Regions from separate parts of the Mus musculus genome. Here all the other regions are linked to region 2. The links are chromatin contacts, called in public HiChIP or PLAC-seq and promoter capture Hi-C maps. All regions are on one chromosome and are shown on one strand. The core of a region is the stretch at or near the end of the contact, and the rest is flanking DNA. Distances in the headings are between cores, read along the strand shown. Region 1 holds the start of Ccdc43 (coiled-coil domain containing 43). Region 2 holds the start of Plekhm1 (pleckstrin homology domain containing, family M (with RUN domain) member 1). Region 3 holds the start of Fzd2 (frizzled class receptor 2). Region 4 holds the start of Nsf (N-ethylmaleimide sensitive fusion protein).

The links. Promoter capture Hi-C pulls out the DNA fragments that hold promoters and counts their contacts. HiChIP or PLAC-seq counts read pairs in DNA pulled down with a chosen protein or histone mark.
Region 1: a contact with region 2 is called in an HNF4G HiChIP or PLAC-seq map of pancreatic cancer cells. The contact joins the promoter of Ccdc43 here to the promoter of Plekhm1 in region 2. A contact is called at or near these places in 2 of 115 datasets of contacts at active chromatin or transcription factors (pancreatic cancer cells and stem cell-derived neural progenitor cells).
Region 3: an H3K27ac HiChIP or PLAC-seq map of microglia shows a contact between it and region 2, with 4 times the contacts expected there. The contact joins the promoter of Fzd2 here to the promoter of Plekhm1 in region 2.
Region 4: a contact with region 2 is called in a promoter capture Hi-C map of embryonic stem cells, with 2.4 times the contacts expected there. The contact joins the promoter of Nsf here to the promoter of Plekhm1 in region 2. A contact is called at or near these places in 3 of 39 promoter capture datasets (cranial neural crest, embryonic stem cells and liver), 1 of 484 Hi-C or Micro-C datasets (muscle stem cells) and 2 of 115 datasets of contacts at active chromatin or transcription factors (cardiomyocytes and embryonic stem cells).

The regions. Positions count from the first base shown.
Region 1 is chr11:102,696,080-102,699,147 of GRCm38.p6, reverse strand. Ccdc43 (coiled-coil domain containing 43) reads left to right here and starts at 1,423. Exons shown (of 5, transcript NM_025918.3): 1 at 1,423-1,637. The coding sequence starts at 1,440. It overlaps Gm34392 (a long non-coding RNA gene), which reads right to left and starts at 1,369. Exons shown (of 2, transcript XR_389053.1): 1 at 1,308-1,369; 2 at 934-1,208.
Region 2 is chr11:103,411,182-103,414,218 of GRCm38.p6, reverse strand. It overlaps Plekhm1 (pleckstrin homology domain containing, family M (with RUN domain) member 1), which reads left to right and starts at 1,514. Exons shown (of 12, transcript NM_183034.2): 1 at 1,514-1,626.
Region 3 is chr11:102,602,816-102,605,887 of GRCm38.p6, reverse strand. It overlaps Fzd2 (frizzled class receptor 2), which reads right to left and starts at 1,457. Exons shown (of 1, transcript NM_020510.2): 1 at 1-1,457. The coding sequence starts at 1,156.
Region 4 is chr11:103,952,728-103,955,428 of GRCm38.p6, reverse strand. It overlaps Nsf (N-ethylmaleimide sensitive fusion protein), which reads left to right and starts at 1,373. Exons shown (of 21, transcript NM_008740.4): 1 at 1,373-1,459. The coding sequence starts at 1,448.

The sequences.
Region 1 (3,068 bases), core at 174-2,673, 710 kb after region 2:
AAATACCTATTCCCATTGGACTGTTTGGTCCCATAGGGAACACAGATCTTTGAGCCACTCATCTTTGAATTGTCAGTCTGTAACAGTGTTGTGGTGAATGTATTCAGTAAGTATCCAGTGAAGCAAGCAGTCAGAGTAAAGGCCCCTGCACAGCCTCCTCCTCCTCCTCCTCTGTAGTTTGAGTCTAGCCCACCTCAGGCCAGAGCTGGCATTCTGCTGGTAGAGTTCTGTCCCCTCTTAGGTTCTCTCTCATGGTGTGTCATTTCCTTACCCATATATATATATGTCATTGATGTTTTGCCTGCATGTTTGTCTGTGTGAGGGTGCCAGATCCCCTGAACTGGGTCCCTGGAAGAGCAGCCAGTGCTCTTATCAGCTGAGCCATCGCTCCAGTTTCCTTATCTTTTAATCGAACATAAAGGCATCTCCTCGCTGGGTTGTTGGGAAGATGGCAACAGATACTTCATGGGAACCTCTTAGCACCGTCCCTGGCAGAGGACAGAACTTGTTTCTTGGGTTGGCTGTCATGTGTCTACAGTCATTTGGGAAGAGGGGAATTTAGAGAACGACCTCCTATAAGATTGGCCTGTGGGACATTGTCTTGATTAGTGATTGTTGTGGGAGAGCCCAACTTATTGTGGCTGGTGCCACCCCTGGGCAGGTGTCTCCTAGATGGTGGAAGAAAGCAATCTGAGCAAGGCAAGAGGAGCAAGCCATTAAACAGCAATCTTCCAAGGCTCCTGCTTCCAGGTTCGAGCCTTGAGTTCCTGTGACTTCCCCTTAGTAATGGGGCGTGACCTGAGAGTGGAAGCTGAAATAAACCTTTTCTCTCCTAGTTGCTTTGGCCATGGTGTCTTATCTCAACAGAAACTCTAAGACAGTCCTCAAAGGTATACCTGTGGAAACACGGAAGCAATAATTAAAAGCAATGACTCCGAGGCTGCATGTTTAACTGTTGAGAACCTGCTATGTGTCTCTGTACAGAAATGAGTCAGAGAACGTTTTCTGAAATTTGGGTTTTCAGGGAAGGCGGCTTGGAATGGCAGTGAAGGTGGTATTCCGGAACACAAGACTCAGTGGGGCATCCTGGCTTCACATTCCACAAGAACCTGCCGGGCGCAGAGCAGAACTGCTGGAATCCGTGGTGAGCAGTCCTCTGAGCTCTCTGTCACGTGTCTGACAATGACACTGAATCCGATCGTTGCCAACTATAACGAACCGGTTCAAAACTCACCTGCCGGTGTTCCTGGGTGCCCATGCGACCACGCTTACACCGAGAAGCGCTAGCTGCGAGGACATAAAGATACCTCAAACCGCGGATCACAGCCCGGCGCGCAGGGGTGGAGGATCCCTCTCCGGGCATGCGCGCTGGCCCAGTGGCGCGGCCCGACAGGCACTGCGGTAGGCACCCTCGGGTCCGGCAGGACCCTGTCCCCAGCATGGCGGCGCCCAGCGAAGTGGCCGCGGCAGTCCTCGGTGAAGGCGATGGCGGGGCTTTTGGATCCTGGCTTGACGGACGGTTGGAGGCGCTGGGAGTGGACCGAGCCGTTTACGCCGCTTACATCCTTGGCGTCCTACAGGAGGAGGAGGAGGAAGAGAAGCTGGACGCCCTGCAGGGTATCCTCTCTGCTTTCCTGGTGAGTAGAGTAGTCGGGACACATCCTATCAACCTCACGGAGAAATCTGGGAACCTCTTTCGTTACTTCACATCTCTCTTTCCTTTTGCTGTCACGAAGGCTTAGTGGTTTTACCGGAAAGAAGCATAACTGAGGGAGAAGTGGGCTGCTGCTCCCTCGCCAGATTTTGGGTTGCAGGTGTACAGAGAGGATGGGATCCCCATATTCCGGGCAACAAGGCTCCCTGGGTGCCTTTGGATGTGCTAGAGAGTATCCTGAAGCCATTAAGATGTGTAAATGGCAGTTCGATCATAAACGTCTAATAGTTCCATTTCTATGGTTTGCGATGTTTAGAGTGGGGAGTAAAATGTTTTTGAGATGTCTGCCCATTAGCGGGTAGTCTCAGGGCTGTCCCATGACAAAAGCCTGTGGGAAGTTCCCTTTTGGCTCCAATTTCAGTAGAGTCCTCAATTGGTAAGGTAATGGAGATCTTTTCACGATAAGCAACCTTGGGAAATTCAGTAATTATTAATGTGTGTTGGGTGGGGCGGTACCCTGTGATGAAGACAAACTGGAAACAGATAAGGTATTTGTATGGAATGGTGGCTGGTGCACATCTTTAGTCCTAGCACTCAGGAGGCTGATCTCTGTGATTTTCAAGGCCATCGTGGTCTACACAGAGAAACCCTTTTTTGTTGAAAAAACAAAACAACCAAAAAGAAGCAGGTTCGTGGGTGGGGCACAAACCTTTAATCCCAGCTCTCAGGAGGCAGAGACTGGCCTTTGTGGTCTACGCAGTGAGTTCCTGGACAGCCGGGGCACAGAGAAACCCTGTCTCAAATACTCAAATGCAGATTCGTCACAGTATGCTGTGATGTGATGCGTGATTATAATCCCAGCCCTGCAGAGGTCAGCAAGTGGGTGGCCAACTTTGGGCTTGCCAAGTGAGACCCTGGCAAACCAGACCAAGGAGACTCACTAATTTAGAAATTTGTAATTTAAAGCTGTATTTATGTATCAGAGGCGATCAAGACACCCACTTTTCTAATCTGATATTTGTGCGGTGTTCATCCCTCCCCGTTCCACTCCCAACAGAAACAGTTAGATTATATGCATAGATTAGATTCCCTACCTCTCTTGCCCTGAGATTGTCCTGTAGAGACTTCCTTTTTAATATAATTGAGTTGGGGGCTGGAAAGATGGCTCAGTAGTTGAGAGCACTTGTTGCTCTTACATAGGACCTGAGTTCCATTTCCAGACCCTACACAGTGGCTCACAACCATCTGTAGTTCTAGTTTAAGGGGATTGGACAATCCGTTCTGACCTCCGTGGGTAACAGGCACGCATGTGAAAGAAGTGCAAATCTAATAAATGAATACAATCAGCTCAAAAGTAAACTTTGCTGCATCTGCACTAAATACCAGAGAAACTGTTATCCTTCCACACGGTGGA
Region 2 (3,037 bases), core at 265-2,764:
AAGACACCATGACCAAGGCAACTCCTATAAAGGAACACATTTAGCTGGGGCTGGGTTACAGGTTCCGAGGTTCCGTCATTAGCGTGGCAGCAGGCAGACAGGTGTGGTGCTGGGGGAGGAGCTTTTTTTTTTTTTTTTTTTTTTTTAAGAGTCTTGATTAGAAGGCAACCCAGAGGGCTGGAGAGATGGCTCAGTGGGTAAGATACCCAACTGCTCTTCCAAAGGTCCTGAGTTCAAATCCCAGCAACCACATGGTGGCTCACAACCATCCTTAATGAGATCTGACTCCCTCTTCCGGAGTGTCTGAAGACAGCTACAGTGTACTTACATATAATAAAAATAAAATAAATTAAAAAAAAAAGAAAGAAAGAAAAAAGAAGGCAACCAAGAGACTGGGCAGAGTTTGAGCATATATATGTTTGAACATATATTCAAATATATATTACCTCAAAGCCACAGTGACATACTTCCGCTAACAAGGCCACACCTCTTCCAGTAAGGCCATGCCTCCTAAATAGTGCCATTTCCCATGGGCCAAGCACATTCAAACCACAACTGGTAAAAAGAAAGAAAGAAAAGGAAAAAAAAGACATAGTGATAAAATGACTCCTAATGACATTTGGGTACTCATAGATCAATGCCTTGTTCAGCCATCATTAGAGAAGTTTCCTTCTACAGCAGATAGGGAACCCCAAGGGAGAGGTGGAAAGAGTGTAGGAGCCAGAGGGGATGGAAGACACCAAGAAAACAAGGTCCTCTAAGTCAATAGGAGCAAAGTTCATATAAACTCACAGAGAGTCTTTTCTTTTACAGTCACCACCTCTATGGCCCACACCTAGGTCCTAGGTTCCCTTTTGGGCACGGTCCTCAGACCTGCCCAGCCTGCCCTTTATTAGTCACGGTTGCTACATTTGACAGTTTTCTTCCGCGTCTATTCCGAGAGACAGCTGTCATTTTCTGTAATGGAACAAAAGCAATTAAATAGTGAGAAGACAAAAAGCAGGTCCTCTGGGCTTCATGCCTCAAAGGGCTGACCGCAGGCAAATTAAACTAACAGGTCCAAGAGAGCCCTCAGGGCGATCACGTGGTATGAGACAAGTCAAAACAACTGTTTCCTGGCTCCGGAAAAACCAGACCTGAAGGTCCCACTTGGACCCAGGATCCACTTGCTCCCTCCACTACTAATGCCCTTAGGGAAACATACGGGTTAATGGCGCAACAGGGCGCATTTTCGGATTAAGGGGGCAAACACGACAACCCCAAAGTTGCACAGATGCGATTGAGGGGCAGAGCTGCGGGACGCAGAAGTCCCGAAGCTCCAAGGGTCCAGCCTCTCTGCGCTACCCAGAGCCAGAGTAGCGAGAGCGGCAGGATCGCTCACCTGAGCCAAGAAGCCCTGCAATCCGGGGCAAGGGAAGAGCTGACGGCCCCGCCCCTCGGCTCCTCTAGGCCCAGTGATTGGTTTTTGAGGACTGGGGGCGGGGCCGTAGCGAGGAGCCGACGTGATGGCGTCAGACGCCGCGCGCCGCTTCCTGTTGTCAGTGCCTTTGGAGCCGCAGCTTCTGCTCGGAACCGAGGGGGGTCTCGCTTCGCCCGGAGCGCCGCCACCTGCTCCTGATCCCTTCGGTGAGTGAGTCTGGGGTCTGAACGTGGAGGGAAGCGCGGGGCGGTGATGCGACCCGGCGGTGGGCCCGCAACCTCGCAGCCACTCGCGACCCCTGTGCGCCTGGAGACTTGGGGTGGGAACCTCGGCCCTTCGCAGCCCGGGCCTGCTCCCACCTCAGCCAGTGGCCACCGGCTCTCTCCCCTCCGTCTCCACCGCAGCCAACCTCAGCCCCAAGCCGGGTCCCCTAACCACCGGTCTTGCAAAAGTGTAGCCTCACTCGTGACCCCTCTTTAGCCCAGTTGCAACCCGATCCGAGCGAGCCACATCCCTTCGCCACCTCTTATCTCAACATCGCGTTTATCCCTCATCTCTTCTGAACCTTCCCTCGACCCTCCATTCTGGCTCAATTTCTTATCGCAGCCTGTCGTATCTGGCTCACTCGTCCCAAACACGCTAAGTCTCCCTCCCTCCCATTGACCCACTACTGAAGTTTTCTCCTGTTGAACTTGCCGGTTTCTTCTTGGTTACTGACGTCACAGCTTTATCTCAAGGCTTGTGTGTATCTTTTCTTTACCGATTTTTACCTAATTCCCTAGCTGATCACAGAGGTAAGGTCTCTCAGGCACTTTCCTGTCTAAGACTTAATATTAAACTGTCCCCGACTCTGCTGTAGAGGACTGTCTCAGTTTCTACCACTTCCCCCAGTCCTTTCGTTACTTTAAATTTAATATGCATTTATTAATTCTTTGAGAATTTTATGCATGTACATAATATTCCTGCCCCCTAACATCACTGTTAGTTTGGGGTTTTGGGTTGTTGTTGTTGTTGTTTTTGAGACAGCATGTCACTATTTAGCCTTAGATCTCTCTCTCAGATCACTCACTATGTAGATCAGGCTGGCCTCAAACTCACAGTGTGGGTCACCACTCCTGGTTTTAATCTGTTTTTTGTTTGTTTGTTTGTTTGTTTGTTTTTGTAGGATGGAGGGTGGTTTTGTTTTTTGTTTTTGTTATTGTTTTAAGACAGCCAATCTAAACAGCCATGGACTCCTGATCCTCCCTGCCTCCACCTCCCAAGTGCTGGAATTGTAGGCATGAGTCACCATGCCTGGCTTCCCAGAATTGCTATTAACTAGATCTACTCAACTCCTGTCATTTTCTTCCTTGATCCAGCTCTCTTTCACTTTGAGAATTTAGGGTATAGCTCCCTAGTGGTCATACTTGCTATATTCCTCAACAGCCATGTCTGCTCCTTGTTCAGAGCCCAGCAGACTAAACAGCTAAATTGGTGTGTGTAGGGACTCGGATGGTAACTGAGTATAAAGCTTCTTGGGGGAGATGTTCTTTGTAGTGTCTGATCTCCTAAATGTGTTTCCACAGATGGCTTTTCTGGCATTCCTATTAAGTCATTTGTGCCTGCTGTTGTAATGGT
Region 3 (3,072 bases), core at 208-2,707, 810 kb after region 2:
CCGGCACGGCCCAGGCGGCCAGGTGGAAGTACTGCGAATTGGCCTCGATGGCCTCGTGGCCCCACTTCATTCCGGCTGCCAGGAACCAGGTGAGGGACAGAATCACCCACCAGATGGAGCTGGCCATGCTGAAGAAGTAGAGCATCATGAAGAGTATAGTGCAGCCTTCTTTCTTAGTGCCCTGCACCACCGTGCGATAACCGTCCTCTGAGAAGCGCTCATTGCATACCACGCGCTCCTGGAGAACGAAGCCCGCAATGTAGGCCACTGACACCATGGTGTAGCAGCCGGACAGAAAGATGATGGGCCGCTCTGGGTAGCGAAATCGCTGCATGTCCACTAAATAGGTGGTGACCGTGAAGAAAGTGGAAGCGCAGCACAACACCGACCATGTGAGGATCCAGAGACGGGCAAAACGAGTCTCCTCTTGCGAGAAGAACATAGAGCCGTCGGGCCGTGCGGGCTCGCAGGGCGCGGCACAATCGCGCTCACCCAGAAACTTATAGCTGAGATAGGACGGCACCTTGAGGACGCGGGGACAGTGGAAAGGGTGCTCCAGAGTGGCGTAACGCGGTGGCGAGCCACCACCGCCAGGGCCGCCCGGGGTGCCACCCGCGCCGGGCTGCAGCCCAGAAGGTGGCGCGGTGGTGAGTAGCGCAGGAGCTCCGTCCTCCGAGTGGTTCTGGCCCACGCAGATCTGCTCCGCGCCGTGACGCGGGAAATGCTCGCAGCGGAGGCGCTCGGGCCATTGGAAGCCGAACTTGTTCATGAGCGCCTCGCAGCCTTGGCGCGCGCGCTCGCAGATGGAGCGGCACGGCGGGATGGCCTGCTCCAGCACTGTGCACACCGGCGCGTACATGGAGCACAGGAAGAAGCGCAGCTCGGGCGAGCACTGCACCTTCACCAGCGGGTAGAACTGATGCACCTCCAGGCCCGCGTCTTCCTGGTTCGTGTGGCCAAGAAGGTTGGGCATGATGGTCTGGTTGTAGGCGATGTCCGTGCACAGCGGGATGGAGATGGGCTGGCAGAAGCCGTGGTCCGGGATGGAGATGCCCTTCTCCCCGTGGAACTGGGCCGGTCCGGCGGCCGGCAGCAGCAGCAGTGGCAGCAGCAGGCGGGGCAGGGCGCTGCGGGGCAGGGCGCTGCGGGCCCGCATGCTGGCCGCCGCCCCCCACTCGGCTCCTGGGCGCCCCCCAGCCCCCGCCCCCAACCCAGAGACCGCGCGCCTTCCCCGCTGCCGCCTAGCTGCCCGGCCGCCTCCCGCGTCTCCTTGCAAACTTTGCTCGCGGCCGCAGAGTTGGGGAGATTGGGCGGCGGGGGAGGGGGCGGCGCACCCGCCTGCTGGCTCGCCGCGGTCGGACTGAGGGTCGGAGACGCGGCGCACCGCTGCCCTAGCTCCTCTTCCTCCTCTAGCCTCTGGGCTTCCCCTCTCCCCACCCTCCTCTACCCAGCGACTCCTTTGTGCCTCCTTCAGCCCTCACCTCGGCCTCTCCGATCCCAATTAGTCGGTTTCAAGGGGGCCCCCACTGGCGGCCCCGCCCTCTCCTCAGCCCCCCCTCAAAAGGGATCCTTGAAACCGCCCCGTCGAGCTTTGCACCATCCCAAAATGTGCTCTCGGCCAATCAGATTTAAACTGGAGGACCAGCCCCAAGGGCTGGATTGGTCGACCACAACATAATGAGATCAGAAACCAGATGCCAAGAAAACTCTACCCCCCTCCTTCTGCTTTTTTAAAGAGACAAGCTATTATTATATTAGGAGCTGTTTGCTCAGTCCGTGATTGCTTCGGAGTCGCCCAGGAAAGATCCGGAGACACGTTTTCTCAAAGTGGCATCCGACCCAGACAACTCTAGCCTAATCTGTGGCCCTAGAGCCCAAACCCTCTGAGGTACAAGAGCTCTTTGCTCCTGCCCCTGCTCACCGCCCCCTCCCCCCTTTTCAGTACCATTTATAAAACCAAGTGAAAAATCCCGTTTAAAAAAATATATACAGAGAGAGAGAGAGAAATATGTATGTTTTTAAAGCACGTTAGCGAATAGCTTGCAAAGACGTCTCTCAATCCCTCTCAGAGAGTCGAGGTAAAAGTGTCACTTCACCCTAAACAAGGACTCCTAGAAGTTTTCCTCGCCCCTCCCCCTACACACACCCAAAAGTAACCCTCTGAAAAACGAGAGCCTGTCTCTTTAAGAGGCTCTTAAAGGGGCCGGGACTCCGGGGTGTAATTGCCCCATAGCGAGCACAAAGGAGCCCATTATGGTTCTTTGTGTTTAGTGGCACCTCAAAGTGAGAAAATTCAGGAACTCAGAGGCCAGGCTGCGGGGCTGGGGCGGGGGTTGGGGGGTGAAGTGAAGGAGAAAGGCCCGGAGCTGAGGATTCAATCCACCCCCTTTCCGAGGAAAATCTTAATTATGCAAAGTAAAGTTTAGTTGCCATAAGGAGGAGGTCTTAATCGAAAGTTAATGGCTGGGGGGGTGGGGTGGCGGGGGTGATGGGCAGTTTTGAGTAAAGAAACGACTCTCTTAGGTCTGACGAACGTTTTGGGGAATTTGCCTTCTCCCTCCCAATCCTTGCTCCGCCTCCTAAAAGCTTCCAGATTTGATCTCCTGGGAGAAAAGGGAGTTTTACCCAAACTTTAAGTGATTCCACACCAGAAAGATGGTGTGTACGGCTGGAGAGAGGGAGGAAGGCTGGGGTTGTAGTACAGAATTTCTCCTCTCACTTCTCACCTGGCTGAGGGGTGAGGTGGCCCGAAGAAATGCCCCCCACCCCCAACTCCCTTCACACTAGGATTGTAACTTTGAGGTCTGGAGAGGGAAGGGAATTTGCATGGAAATCTGTGTCTGGAACCGGATGATGGATCAATTATTTCTGTTGTCTCTCTGGAGAGAAAGAGGAGGAGAACTTGAAAAGAAGGACAGGACGACTGGGTTTAGAAAGCCGCTTTTGCTTCTCAGTATGGGCCAAATCCTCCCAACTGGCGAAGCTGCTCCCTGCAGGCATCTTGGATTGGGCTGTATTCAGAAACCGTGGAACAGCAACTTAAAGGAGAGAAGAGGATACAATGAACCTGGC
Region 4 (2,701 bases), core at 124-2,623, 540 kb before region 2:
TATATCAATGAATTTAATAATCTTTCAGATGCAAAACTTGAGTAGAATTTCAATGCTAAGATGATATAAGAACGTAGATCCTGTACAGAATTCTTGGAAAGAGAGGTAACTCTTGAGCAAATATAATTTTTGCTTAGTTCTGAGTCCTTTCTTAGAGACACTCATTACAGTGAAGATATTGATAGTGTGAATGGTTCTGACTTACTGACTTACCAGTTACTAAAAACTGGTCCCTATCTTGACCACCCTAGCATAGGAAATACCCCTGTAGCTCCCTTTTATCCCTGTCGGTGTGTACACCCTTTTGTTTGCTGTTCCCTGGGCCTGCTGAGTGCTTCTCAGGACTGATTAGGCTGCACCCCCTACCCCTAGTATCTCCCTTTTAGAGTATTTCAAGGTCTTCAGGTTTGCTCCCAGGAAGAGGTACCCATTCCATCCCAGAGACTTTCCTCTAAGAGGGTTCCTCCAACTTTACTTTTCCTTTTAGGGAGTAATCTTATTGAATATCTCATGTATTCTCATAGATATCATGTCTTATTTTTACATGTTGCATACATTTTAAATGACATTATATATTTGTAAGGGGACCCAAGAGTACTTTAGAGAAAAGTGCTGAAGAGGACATAAGGGAACGGATATGAGGAGGCTATGTCAAACATTCCTCCTTAACCCTGAAGTCCTGCTACATGCTAAAAGTCTCACTTTCAGCCTTGGCAGGACAGGGTACACCTGTCTTGTTTCCTGTGTGAGACTTTTACTGCTGTGCTGCTTATAGAACTATCTTCTGGTATTTTGTCTTATCCAAATCATTTTAGTTTTTCTGTGGCATTGTTTTTTTTTTTTTCCTGAGGACTCAAAATAGAGTTTTGAACATGCAGAGGTGGATGGCGGAATACCAATGCACGTTAAAACAAACGAACAAACAAACACCTTAAAAAAGATAGAAGTTGTGCTTATAAATGAAAATATCGAACTATAAAGCTAGCGCATATATAATTATGATTCACTCTCAAAACAAGTGTGCCTGCAAAGAAAAGCTCGGATTCGAATAGAATCCGAATTCAGAACCAGCTTTTAGCTATTGCGCGCCCCCTCCACAGTCCCCTTTGGGGGAAAGGCCAGCAACCACGCGGGGTTTTCTCGGCGCATTCTGTTTTAAGAGGTCTGGAAGCAGAAAGCTAAAAGTCCATTAAAAGGCCACGTGGCCAGCTTTGTGAAAACCGGGTAGCAGTGAGGCGGCCAGCTTGTCTTCAGCCAAAATGGCGGTGCTCGGACTGCGCGCTCGCACGGGATGGGGAAGGGCGTCGGGGACGCGGCCGGGCGCGGGCGCGGCCTCCCGGCGGCTGCGCGCCTGCGCGAGGGCCGGCTGCCGGCGAGCACGCGCGCGGCGGAGGCGGGCTCAGCAGAGTGCGGAGCTGCAACCTGGGAGCCGGACGTGTCCGCGAAGATGGCGGGCCGGGTGAGTGGCGGCCGGGCAGCCCGGGCTCGCAGCGGATCGCCCGAGGTCGCGACTGCTGCGAGGTCCACGAGGGCTCCGGGGAAGGGGCGCGAGGCTGAGCACCCAGGAACGCTGAAGGAAGGGAGGTCAGAGCAACGCTGGAGGCGAGACAGTGTAGCTGCGGCAGGGGATTAGCTCTGCTCAGAAACTCTGTCCTCCCCGAGGGTTGTCTCTTCGTCCCCCGGGTCTCCAGTGCTTCCCTTGTCATCCCCTGGGGCTCGTTTCTCTCGTCCTTCAAGCATCTTGAGGGTAGTGGCCACTGGAGCCCCCCTCTGACGAGCGCTGTGTGCCCTCCACACTCCTCCGAGGGTTTCTGAGGTGGCACTGCCGGATAACCGCGGGGTGTAGTCTGCTGCAGTCAGGGCGAGGGTGTGGGAACCCATTTCTAGTTCTTCCTAAATGAATGTTATGAAAAGAGGAGGGGAGGTCTGCAAATTACTTTTACGGCTAACCTTAGACCATCTCCTGGGGAGAAACATATCAGCTGTGAAGCAGCAATGTCTTTCGTGCAGATGGACTTGGGGTGTCACGTTTTGTTTTTCTAAATGACAGTCGATTCGAATGCAGCAGGCTGTGTTGTAGTCTCAGGGATTTACATTTTACTTCCCCATTAAGCTCGTAGGACGGCGGGGTAGGATTGGGGTTGGCGAGGAGAGATGGGGCCAGGTCACTGCTGTTATTGCAGTAGGCATCAGAGCTAATATCGCTGATGGATGGATCCTGCCCAGAGATTGCCCTGTTCGAAACCTGGGGACATTAACTGCGTCATTACAGACTAACGTTGTGCTTGACTGATTCACTTACACCTGAATATTTGAATAAGTTTGCATACATGTATGCATATATGTAAATGTCCTGTCTAAAGAGAATTGTAGGTCATGAGATTCTAAAGTCCCAAAGAGACGGTAGAGGTCATCAGACTAGCTCCATCTTTTTCTCTTCCTTTTTTCATAATCCCCCTTTTATCTCAAGCTGACCCTTTTAACTATTTCAGGGTCTGTTTTTGCCTCCTCAGGAGCCCCTCTCCTGAATCATCAGCCCTTCTGGAATGCACTGGTCTCTTAAACCCTCCCTCTGCCCCCACAGACTTTTCCTCTAACCATTTTTTTTCCCCCAGTGGCAAAGTCTGGTGATTTTCTGTGTGTGTTGACTCTCATTTGCCTACCACCTGCTACCTCCTGGGCCCACCACAGTCGGACTGAA